2 separate regions of the Danio rerio genome follow, and region 1 is linked to region 2. The links are chromatin contacts, called in public Micro-C maps. All regions are on one chromosome and are shown on one strand. Each heading gives the region's core, a stretch centred on a gene start, on an enhancer-like site or on the middle of the called end of the contact. The rest is flanking DNA. Distances are from core to core; before and after follow the strand shown.

What was found. Hi-C and Micro-C count contacts between places; a contact is called where the count stands out from the background.
Region 1: a contact with region 2 is called in a Micro-C map of caudal fin, with 13 times the contacts expected there. The contact joins the promoter of si:dkey-1j5.4 here to the promoter of cnih3 in region 2. A contact is called at or near these places in 6 of 18 Hi-C or Micro-C datasets (caudal fin, embryo, fibroblasts and 2 more) and 2 of 4 datasets of contacts at active chromatin or transcription factors (caudal fin and embryo).

What each region holds. Positions count from the first base shown.
Region 1 is chr20:39,665,542-39,672,007 of GRCz12tu, forward strand. si:dkey-1j5.4 reads right to left here and starts at 2,666. Exons shown (of 6, transcript XM_073933543.1): 1 at 2,546-2,666; 2 at 1,777-1,892. lbr (lamin B receptor) reads right to left here. Exons shown (of 14, transcript NM_001002720.1): 14 at 4,549-5,209. The coding sequence ends at 5,049.
Region 2 is chr20:39,498,440-39,504,817 of GRCz12tu, forward strand. cnih3 (cornichon family AMPA receptor auxiliary protein 3) reads left to right here and starts at 5,100. Exons shown (of 6, transcript XM_687375.9): 1 at 5,100-5,626. The coding sequence starts at 5,549. It overlaps spats1 (spermatogenesis associated serine rich 1), which reads right to left and starts at 4,289. Exons shown (of 6, transcript XM_021468657.3): 1 at 4,016-4,289; 2 at 3,150-3,239; 3 at 2,682-2,806. The coding sequence starts at 4,026.

The DNA of each region.
Region 1 (6,466 bases), core at 1,416-3,915, 160 kb after region 2:
CTTTGGCCCGGTTCAAGACAACTGTACATAGTGTGAGTACGCTCCAAATCACTAATTTTTCTACATTTTGTATAATGCAAAATAATAACAACAACAACAACAACATGTAAAGCATCTTGTAAAACTTTTCAAATGATTGGTGTTCTTAAAATGAATTCACGACTAAAAATTAATTATAAACTTATTTTGTTTTTAAAACTTAATCTTTACCTAATTTGACTGCTGGACTCTCCATGATCGAGGGTGGGGCTACATTTGCACAGATCTAATAAACATTAAACATTTATTTTTTTTAGATACTCATCATACGAAATATGACAGAAAATTATGTTATATTTAATTTATAGATATAATTTATACTACTAGTATATATTTGGGAGCCCTCAAATTTCCTGGGGCCCTAAGTGGCTGCTTATCTAAAAGAGCTCTGTCTGTAGACTCGGTGCAGATGCAATCTGAGCTGCATCCATTGCTTTTGAATGGGCTCACCTAAACTAACCCTACTACTTATAGTGACGTCACTAGCTCCATTATATGCATTGTGTCTGACATTGCATCTTGGAGCCATGCAATCACAGCTTGCATCATAAAGGCTGCATCCAGATACTATTGGCTTATCTTGCTTATTGGTTAAATGCGCCCCTGTACACCATTAGAAGCCCAAACTTAGGTCAAATATGGACAAACACAACCAATATGTTCAATTAGTTAGTGAATTATTGAAAAACCCAAAGGTTGGGTTTGTCCATACTGCACTAAAATTTGGTTTAAGAGCAGCATTTTTGAGAGTGGAGTGGTCCCGGGGAGAGATTGGGATCTCACATTTTCCATTTGATCATTTCAACCCTCAAATTGAGCTAACTGAATATCTATGCAACACAACCGAGTGATTTTGTTACTGAATATGCATTTTTTATACTAAAAACAATATTTAAAAAAAAAAAAAAAAAAAAAAAAAAACAATATTTTACAATCTTTTCCCCAAATCACAGGAAAGGAGAAAATAATAGTTTGGAAATGAGAAGCACTTCACACAGATCCAAGCTAACAGATGTTGTTCGTAATAAAGCACAATTTAGCATGACACTAACGCCAATTAGCTTTCTAATGTGCACATTCACGGGTACTTCATTTGTTGCGTGTTGGCCAAGGAATGAAATGGCTTCATGCATCAGTCACTTTGTCATTTCCCTTGATGGGGAAACTGATACTCTGACACTAGATCCCTCACCCCAGGAGCCCAAAATAAACATCCGTGTGCCAAATGCTCTATTACACGTCAAACCTTACATCATTTGTGCGTCACACTGATGACATCTAGTGCTAGACTGGAGCTAATGCAGAGTGTATGCATGCAACAAGGAATAATTTAGTAGTGCACAAGAGTGTTCCATGTATCCAAAAAACAAAAAAAAAACAAAAAAACACTTTCACTGCTTCAGAGTACAATTTGAGGATTCAATCTTGTGTGTTTAGAAAGTCTTGAAATCACAAAAGCTATATTCAACATTGCCTAAAAGGATAGTTCACCCAAAAATGAAAATTCTCTTGTTATTTACTCATCCTCTAGTTCCAATACCATTTGATTGTCTTCTGTCAAACAAAAAAGATGATATTTTGAAGAAAGATGAAAACCTTTAACAACAAATCAACTTTCTTCAAAATATTTTCATCTGTGTTTCAACCTAAGGCAAATAAAAATTAAATTTTTAGATAAACTATCCCATGTAATTCCCATTTTGTGACAGCCAAAGAAAAACATAATCTGTATCCTACCAGCATCAGTTGTGTTCCTTCACTGCCAATCACAAATCCACCTCCATGGCCTCAAAGAAGAGTCCCCACCGCATAGGTCACAGTCATTAGTAGTGGCAGTTTTGGGTACTTTTTTCCTACTGTGAATTTAAACACTCCTTTTGTAATAGACTGTATATAGAGGCATGCTGCATGCAATCTGACGATAAACTTTACAGTAGTGCTGTCAAACAACTGATCACATCCCAGATAAAAGTTTGCATTACAAAATATATACACGTGTACTATATTTATGTATTTGTATACACACATACTGTACATAAAATGTAAAAAAAAATATACAAAAGAAATATATGTACAATTTGTATGTATATATATTTATAAACAAGGATTCTATACAATATAGTTACGCATATATTTATATAAACAAAAATTTACACAGTACACACACATATATTTAGTAAAAATGAATTTTTATTTCAGATGTAATTAATTGCGATTATTCGTTTGACAGCACTACTTTATACTGCAATTTATTTCATGAAACATTGTAGAAACAGTAATGTTACAGTGAAAGTATACAGTATTTGTTTTGTTCAGTGTTTCTGTCAGGACATTTAATTGTGAATAACATCCTAAAAGTGTTGAAGATAGATAGACAACGTAAATTCCTACCATAATTAAAAGATAGACTACTAAATTACCACTCCAATACATCAAAAAAGTAAACAGGTTGTCAAGTGTAAATAATTAGTAAGAATGAGAGTGACAAATCTGGAACTTTACTCACCCTTTAGCCATAACTTTCTTCTTTGGCTCTCACAAAAGCTATAAGACGTTTAGCTCGTGTCACTTCACTTGACAACAGATGACTGTCATGGATGTCAGAAAATGGTGCTGCACCTGCAACTGACTAGCTAATTATGAATCTCGTCACGTGACTTAACTTAACTCATATTTGCCATCCAACTTCTGATTTCAGTTGGAAACAACAGAAATATTCGCCTGTATCCGTTTCAAACTGGGGGTCGCAAATAAGTGCATAATTATACTAAGATCTCAATTTAAAATTAGGTTCTGTTATTACCCATTTCACCGAGTTTTAGGTAAAGCTTCTCGCGTGAAGCACACATATACACACGTATAATTAAAATATGAAGTCTGATTTACGAACATATGACTCAAATGAATCGATTCTTATATATGTATATATGTGTGTGTGTGTGTGTGTTTGTGAAAACTTTTCTGGCATTAACACCAGCACGTACATTCTATTCTATCTGCAATCCTAACCTTTAGGGAGAAAACTCGAAACATTTTTATGTTTTAATTATATTCTGTGTACTTTTATGTATATTTAGCAATGGAGCGATACATTTGAATGTCCAAGTATGCCATTCTTCCAGGTTTATTGATTTTATTGGAGTCTAGTCTGTGTGCAAAGCATGCATATTTCCTGCTCAGTCTGTGAGGTTTGCTGATAATATAACCTGCAGAGCTAAACTTAGCAAGGGGTCTCCAAACTCTGTCCCGAAGGGCTGGTGAACTGAAGAGTTTAGTTCCAACCCTAACCATACACACCTGAACCAGCCAATCAGTCTTTTACTAAGATATACTAGAAACTTCTTGGCAAGCAAATTGGAGCTAAACGCAGTAGGACCGCGGCCCTCCAGGATTGAGTTTGGACACCGCTGAACTGAACTAAACTAAACAATAGTATAAAACAGACTCAAACACTTTCTTTTCTGAGACTAAAAGACTAATGTTGTCACTCTAATACTGTAATTTTCCATTCCAATCTGTAACAAAATCAAGTAACATTATTTTATAAAACAAAAATGTCACTTTTTGGACAATATTTTACTTAATGTAATATTTTTGTAATATAAAACTACATTCATTAAACAAATACGAAATATCAAGTCAAAAAGCAAATTAAATATTAAATGTATTTGTAACAATAAGGTTAAATAAAGTCTGTTTTTATCACACATAGTTACAAGTGATTTGATCAGTGAGTGGAACTAATGACGGGGGAAAAAAAGAAATGAAATGATGGAAAAAGACAAACTACAGTAGGAATTCACAACAGTCAAACTCAATGCAACATATGTCAGGGATTTCTAGATAAGTAAATGAATAAATTCAGCAATCTGTACATTTCGTTTTGGGACAAGACATGCGGCATACTGTTTGTCTAAAGTGGTTTAATCAATAATGAATATTAAAAACGGCATTTACACAGAAACTGCTTGTCAAATAACACAATTGAACACCAGATAAATAACATTGTACAACGCTTTCTTTCACTGCTATAAAGTAACAGCTCATCTTAACTAGAAACACTTATTTTTAACTCTCATTAGGACAACTGTTATGCCCACAAGTGATATACTTGCATAGAAGAGAGACTGATGTAATAGGTTAAGAAAAGCTTTACAATACACATTCACAGTTAAGCATTGTCATTTTTTTCATTTTTCATTAAAACCCTCAATGAAAAGTCATGCTACCTTGCACAAGATTAAAGTTCATAGTTCAACATTTTTGTTCACAGCACACAATTATGATTGAGAAAGATACACTTCATATAGTGCCTGAAAACCAGATTCCAAAACTCAAAAAGAAAAAACTAATTCATACATGGTTTTCTACAGAAATAAAACTGAGGTAGCAAAGCCAAATTGTGTGAACTTTGGATGAAAAACAAGGTTTAGCATAGTGCATGAATGCCTAAAATGCAAATCAAACCAAAAAAAGTTTTAACTATGTACAGAACTTATGAAAATATAGTTTTGCTTATTTTTAGTTGTTTTTTTTTTGTATTTTTTTTTTCACAAATTGCTGGTCCTGAGAACGAACATTACATCTTTTCCTTACTATACACATATAAAAAAATCCCATCATACACAATATACAAAAGCATTACACAATGTGTCATAAAAAAAAGTCAATGGTAAATAGCCAAGCAAATACGTTAAATGTGTATATGTGTGTACATCAGATGAGATGGCAAGTTGAGGATTATGCAACACAAATTTAAGAGTTAAAAAAAAAAAAAAACATATGTACAATAATATACATCTAAGAGATCAAACTCTGCAAACTGGGGCAGTGTCCACAATCCGTAAACGCTTTGTGACTGAAAAATTGGTTTGATTTTGGTGCTCAATTGTAATTGTTTTTGTTTTTAAAAGACTTTAAAAAGGAGGCTAAGCTGCTAATGACTCATTCCCTGTCTGATGTTCGGTGTCATCCTGTTTAGGCCCCGAGTGTCCATAACAGACTAAGTCTCAGTATACTCTTGGGAAAATGCGGTACGGGACAGCTTTGCAGTACTCTTCCCATGCAGAGCCGTACTTTTTCCTGCACTGACGCTCGTCCCGTGCGTTACGGTGCACCAGCAGAGTGACCAAATAGATCAGGTAAAAATAAGGGACCAGATTGTTGAACCCTACAGAAAAGCACAAGAATCAAATGCTGGCTTTAGTCAGATATCATTTTATCAAAACAGTGAATCATAAAATAATAACAATCGACACTGGTCAGTACATTAAACAATGTCACTTGCCAATTTACCAGTAGATTCTTTAATTAATTCTACAATGTGATATGGTTTATTGCTTTTATAATTATATAAATCATTGTCATCTTTTGATAGAATGTTTTCAGTGTCATTGCAAGGCTGATATATATGAAAACTTAACATTCACCCAACGTCTTCGCAAGTTTTTAAAAAGAAGGAATTATATATCAGTTGTCAACAAAAGAGAAGCATTTCAGGATTTTCCGTGCAGTTTTCCACCAAAATAAAAGCTCCATGGTTTAAAATTTAAAAGCTAAAAACATTTTTAAAAAATTAAATATATAATGTATGTCATTTATATTGCATAACAATATTCATTATACACATTCAAAATATATATTTTTTAATATTATCAAAGAGGCCCATTATGTGTTTTTGAAAATGACCTTCTATGCAGTGTGTAACAGCTTTAAGTGAAGTGAAATATCAAGCTAAGGCTCAAATTCGGAGTTTAAAACTTTTGATTCATCTATAAAAGATTTGACTCAGAGTTGTTTACATATATTATCAGTGATGTACGAAACTCAAGCCCCGCCCATTTGTTGTGCACGCTGACCTGGGAAAATTTAACCCCCTGGCCCCGCCCACAAACAATAGAAAGAAAAAGAAGACAAACACTGTAGCAGATCCCGGTTGAATCATGTCATGAAGACGCTGTGCTCTGAAGTGTGAAAGAAAGTTAATGTTATTTTCTCCACCCAAAGATGAAACTGTGAAGAGTCAGTGGTTGAAGTTTATTTTTGCAATAAATACCTCAGCATTGAAGCCCCATCCTTGTGCTGTGTTGTTTCTACAGCAATCTACAGTTACAACAGAGGATTCGTCTGCCGTTTGTTAAAAACATGATCAGAAAAGACCATTGATGTATGGGACTTTGTCAGAACTTGACAGGAACTTTACAGTGCACAGTTCATGGATCAGTTTCACCCTCAATTTCACAAGTGCATGTAACTCAAGTGCGATTGTTTTCACTAGCTTGCAAATTATGTGTTTAATTGTTTTGTTACTCGTAACCACTTGTAGTGTATCTGTTTAACTTTTTATATTCTCATATCGTTTATAAAACCACCTCTGCCATTTGCCATTTCTCAAAGCTATGGCCACCATCGTCTGTCCTTACACACG
Region 2 (6,378 bases), core at 3,850-6,349:
GTTTCCATATTTTTTTAAGTTATCTTCTTTCGTGCTCAACAAACCAGGTTAGGAGAGGTGATTGTCTACTAATAATGACATTGCTATACTGTCACCATTCAAATCCCGCATCTACTACCTGCGCAGAAATCAACAGTGCAGCTGCGTTGTAATGTATGTTGGCAGACTGAAGTAAAAATTCTTTGAGATTTGAATATTTTATCAATTGTGTGAGGTGATGAGCTTCATGCAAGATCTGGCAACAAACATGGGCAAAAAGTGATTTTGATAACTATAATGGGCCATACAAATTACATGATTTTCCCTGGAGAAAAATGAGAGGTTGGCAGGATATGAGTGTGAAATCCAGGAGACTCATAGATCTAGAAAATGGAAGTGTTGGCAGGTATGGTAAAAGGTGAGAAAATGATAACAAAGTTATAATTTTTGGATGAAAAGAGTAGTTATTTTCTCACCCTTTCAACAACAAAAACGAAAGTAAACCAGGTTTGCAGCAAGTATGGGGTGAGTAAATAATTGTTTCGGTAAAAAGAATGGATATTTTCCCACCCTCCACATGTTCCAGTTGTCTTTATGTTTTCTTTCATCTATTCAACACAAAAAAAGACAATTTGAAGAATGTTGACCAGTAGCTATCAACTTCAATAGTATTTTTTTTTTACTATGGGTGTAAATAGCTACCATTCTTTAAAATATTTTCTTTTGTGTTAAACACAGAAAAAGAATCTTGTGAAAGTGAAGAAATTGTAAGGAAATGTATTTTTTGGGGTAAATCTTTCATTAAAGGTCTTACTGTTTCTTAGGCTACAAACGCTAATCTATTACACAGAATTACAAATGGCCTAATGTCCTGACAGATGCATTTCTAAATGCAATTTATTTTTAAATAAACGGCTGGGAATATCAGAAGTGGGAGTAATCATCAGCATTGATAATGTCGCTCTTACCCTGCTTTTTCTTCCCTATGGATGATTCCAGAGAATTTTCTGAAATGCATCTTGTGCTTCTTGTATGATTAATGCCATCCATATAACATCTTTTTCCATTGTGATAGGTTTTGGGCTGTCCAAGGTTTGGATAAAAACTCCATTCAGACCCAGACACCATATTAGCCTCTAAATCGACACAAATAAAGATAATAATAATAATAATAATAATAATAAAAGGATCTTGGAATCTAATGATAAATACCAGAGAAGAGGGTAAAAGTAAAGTCTTCTACTGCAAAAAAAAAAAAGAAAGAAGAAAAAAAAAGAAGCTTTTCTAACTTGGAGTTTTTTTTTTCCAAGTCCAAATATCCAATATTAAACCAAGCAACATTTTCTAGACAAGTAAAAAATATTTTTTATTTTCAAAAACAACAAGTCTAAATTAGAGTTGGACTTGTGAATTTATGTTATTTTATTTTCTTTTTTTGTAAAACAAGCAAAATAATTTGCAGTGAAGAAAGTAAAATAATCTTATTTCAAACTCATAACAAGATTATGGGATTTACTCAACTGGTAGATTGTTTAAAGAAATTAAATAAATTATAGATTTTTTTAAGATAGAGAGTAATAAAGAATGCAGAGGTAAAGTCATGTGTGAAAATGATTCATTATAGCCGCAGTAAGGTAAAAACATGAATGAAAGTTAGATGGTGTGTTGACGGAAACTGCATATGTGATGAAATGTATCATGTCTCAAATAATTGTTGAATCAGTTATGATACATTACATTTACTTCAGAAAAGTCATGGTTTATCCAAAACATATTAGTTACAGTAGCAGTTAAACAATTAAATAAATAAACTAAATGCCCATAAATGCCCAATTTTTATAAAAACAGATTTGACATATTTGTGGTCATATTAATGATCAACGTATCTAATCATAAACATGAACAGTTGAAGTAAGAATTATTAAACTTCCTGAATAATCAGCCCCTCATTTACTTTATAGAGAGAATAATTTTTCAACACATTTCTAAACATAATAATTTTGATAACTAATTTCTAATTACTGATTTATTTTATCTTTGCCATGATGACAGTAAATAATATTTGACAAGATATTTTTTTAAAAACACTTCTATAGAGCTTAAAGTGACATTTAAAGGCTTAACTAATTAGGTTAGAGTAATTAGTTAAGTTATTGTATAATAATAATTTTGACCTTAAAATGTTTTTTTTTAATTAAAAACTGCTTTTAATTTAGCCGAAATAAAACAAATAAGACTTTCTCCAGAAGAAAAACTATTATCAGACATACTGTGAGAATTTCCTTGCTCTGTTAAACATTATTTGGGAAATATTTAAAAAAAAAGAAAAATAACTTTGAAGGGGGGCTAATAATTCTGACTTCAACTGTACAGGGTTTATATACATTTTACTAATAAAATTCAATGACTTTTCAATGACTTTTGCAGTTTTACCTAACTGGCAGATTGTTTAAAGAAATTAAATATATATATATATATAAAACACAGTTCATTTTGACTTATTAATTCTAAAAACAAAACTATATTTTTTTATCTGTCTAGAAAATGTTTCTTGATTTAAGAATTTTTGGGTTTTCTGACTAGAAACAAAACTAAAGCTCTCATTAAAAGCATTTTTGCAGTGTAGGGAAGTATATGTTCTACAAGAGATCCTTTTTATTAAAACTAATAAACAGACTTTAACTACTGATAGCCTGACTCACGTGGGAATGATCTCATGAGTTTTCTTTCACTTGGAAACTTTATGTCTTTGATGTGTGGAAATGGGGCATCGCTGTATCGAGGTTCAGGTATCCAGCGCAGATGGGATTTCCAGTCAAGGTCACATCTAATAACCAAAGGCACTGGCATCACATTAATGTAGTGTAGAGGAAAAAAAACATTTCAATGGCACTAATTTGGACGTTATATTTAACTTATTCATTTGAAAATATAATCAGGGACAGATTACAAATGCATTAAAACTAGCTTTAATGCTGTAACCAAAATCAAAAAATCCACTCAAGTATTCAGTTTGATTAGCAATTTAAATTATACAATAATACCTGCTTTCCCCGCTTCAGAAACCAAAGGGAAATTTGAAAAGCTGTCACTTAAAAGTAATTTCAACTGTATTAATCAATTTTTAATACTAGTTATGGGAATAATAAATTGATTTATGAAATACTTACTCAGTGAGCACAGGCTCAATGTGTGTAATGTGAGGTTTGAAGTCCCGTTCTTTTCCAAAACTCCAGAATGACTCACTCTCTGTGGGTTTCCTAATTATGATAATAATAAAGGGAATAATCTGTTATAGCATGCATTTTGAATCTTGAATGTAAGCCTGCTTGAGATGAATTGTATAACATATATTTGTATACAATTTGAAGTCAAGTTAAATTATTTAGTCATTAATTTCTCTATGACACAAATGTTAAAAAGCTAAGACAGATGTTGTGGTAACACTCATTTTATTTATTTGTTCATTATTATATTAGAATACATACAAAACCTATGTTGCACCTCACAACAACTATGAAAATAAAAAGGAGAATATGTGAAGAGTTAAGATGCAAAACCTCTGTGTCGTTTGACATTTCCATCAAAAATTAACATTGTTTCTCAGCCTCCTTTGTTTATGTTGAGATATTTTACTTTAAAGACAAGGAAAATGACTTATTCTTTGCCATAAAAGTGATATTACTGAACATAGGCCTACACAGGAGCCTGATAAAAATGCTAATTTTAGAGAAAGATTACAGCATGCCAATAGGGAAAAATAATTAAAGTTTAAGTAACAAAGTAAGCAAGCAAAAAAATAATAATATTAAACTCTGTACACAAATTGGATACTTTTAAAGTAAAATAAAATGTGTGTGGACCTCCAAAATACAGAAGTTATAGAGACGTTTTCAAAAATAGTCTTGAAACACTAAACAAAAAGTTGCTCGACATTCTTTAACATCATAACAAAATTCACATCAATTTTGTTCAATTTGTGGTATTTCTACATTATTTATATAGCCTGGGAGAACTATGTTAATAGTAATCTTACCTCTTGTCCATTCTGTAGGCTACAAAGGCGTTGTTATAGAGTGACGGTGTTTCAAAAGAGAGTTAAAGGCTGCAGATTTGACCATTGTTATAATCCGTTGCTCGGAGAACACAAACAAAACGCTACATGTTTACTGATGTTTGTATACAAAACACTTATAATAAGATTTTGTATTCACTTATAGGCTAATCATTTATTGACTGATACAGGCTATGTGCATTCTTTATTCATTAGGTCAATATTTATTTGTTTGTTTTTTGTTACGAAATACGTCAGATTTTTTTTCAGATTGCCTGACTTTGGTTTGTCGAAACGCAAGATGGCGCAATAAAACCATTTTTCCCCCTAAATCCATTTTTTTTTTACTTTTTTTTTTCTTAAATCTTTTTCCTGTCTTGGCTAAATATCTAACAATAAAATACGCTTTTAAGGCTGATTATTGGCGTTACTATAGTTATTTATTTATTTTGGGAAAAAAAATGCTCAGAAAAAAATAGATATACTGACGAAAATTTTTATTGAAGGCTACTGGGAACAAATCCATTTTTAAAAACAACAACGACAACAACAATTATACAAAAAAAGTAAATAATAATAACACTGATAATAATAATAATAATAATAATAATAATAATAAATAGGCTACTAGAGTCTTTCTGAACTGCAGATAAAATGTTATGCTAAGTGGAAAGTCAGCATGAGGACTGATATTCACAAATTTCATATATCTGAGAATGATATTATAACTGTGAAATCTCATAAAAGATAACTATTTCTAAAAGATTATAGCATGCATTATAGTTTATTTCTTTAATCCAAGTATTCCAGCTTCAGATGCGTTATTATGCAAAAAATAATTTGCATTGTAAATGTAGGCTAAATTATGTTTTTAAAAAGTTATTGCAAATAACGTTATGGGACATGATTTGACCCAGTGATGAGAGAGAGAGAGAGAGAGAGAGAGAGAGAGAGAGAGAGAGAGAGAGAGAGAGAGAGAGAGAGAGAGAGAGAGAGAGAGAGAGAGAGAGAGAGAGAGAGAGAGAGAGAGAGCTCTTTAAATCCACCTGTTAGCCAGCATATTCTTGCGCCTTCTGTTTGGGAAGGTGAACTGATCGCCAGGACCGCGTGTCAGTGATTTAACTCAAACTTCTGTATTTCTAAAGTCCTCACTGCGCACATTCTTCATCTTTAATGGACTATAAATGCCGACGACACCATACGGGACAATGTTAATGCATCGTTGGCCACAAATGCCTTGATCTCCATATGGACTTCGCCACAGAGCTGCAACTCGCGCAATATCGCCACGCCACCGGACTTTTATTTTTGTAATTATTATTCATTGGTGAATATGGCGAAGAGATCGCAGTGAACTGGAGCCAAGGTTTGCAACACATTGTTGCAAATATTAAGCAGAAGATCATGATGCTCTCCCTCTCGCGTGCCCCGTAACTGCTTCCATTCATTCAGTCCAGTTTGGCGCTGAGCATCGTCTTCTCTCCTGGAGATTTTCCTTCCAGTTTCCTCTCAATTATGTTCACTTTCGCTGCCTTTTGCTACATGCTTTCCCTTGTCCTCTGTGCTTCTCTCATCTTCTTCGCGATCTGGCATGTAAGTGTTTGCATCTTTGGCGTGCTTTGTGTAAATATATTGCTGCAGGATGGCATGCATGCATGTGTTTGCTGCATCAGACAAAACTGTCCAGCACCTGATCAAAGGCTCCCTGATATCTCTGCCATGTCTTACATCACCAAACTATGATCGTTTGCTTTTCAATGAATAGTGACTGGGCGACAGCATTGACGCAGACCCTGACTTGGTGGCACCAGCATGTGCGAGGGAAGTCTTTTGCACACCTTTCGTGGGTTTTCCCACCGCTCTACCTTTCTTTAATGACTAAAGCACCTTTATGGGTTGTTTCAGATGGATTATATCCATGTATAACTGTGCTGAACCTCTTTTAAGCTACAGCTGTGTTATTTTCCAGTGCTTGACCTGTTTTGATGTTGAGCTGAGCTTTATGTCTGTGCACTTTTTGCAAGGTGTAACATTATTTTTTTCTTCCATAAGGAAAGCTGCATTAAAGCGCTCGCTCACATTCACAGCACTGCAAGACTGCTCTAGATTTGGGTCAGCACAGTCGTTTGCCCTAGGCTTGCTTTTGCATAGCAACAGACATTATAGCCCCAAGGGTTAAATAAGGGGTAATTATGAGCACATCACAGTTAACCCAAACCTTTTAGTAAGGCATCATTAAACTAATCTATTTCCAATATCTCCACTAATGTCATTTGGTTCTTCTAACAGAAGTTTTTTTTTTTATTTGTCAGATGTTTTGTATGGCAGGCAGGAATGCTGTCCCC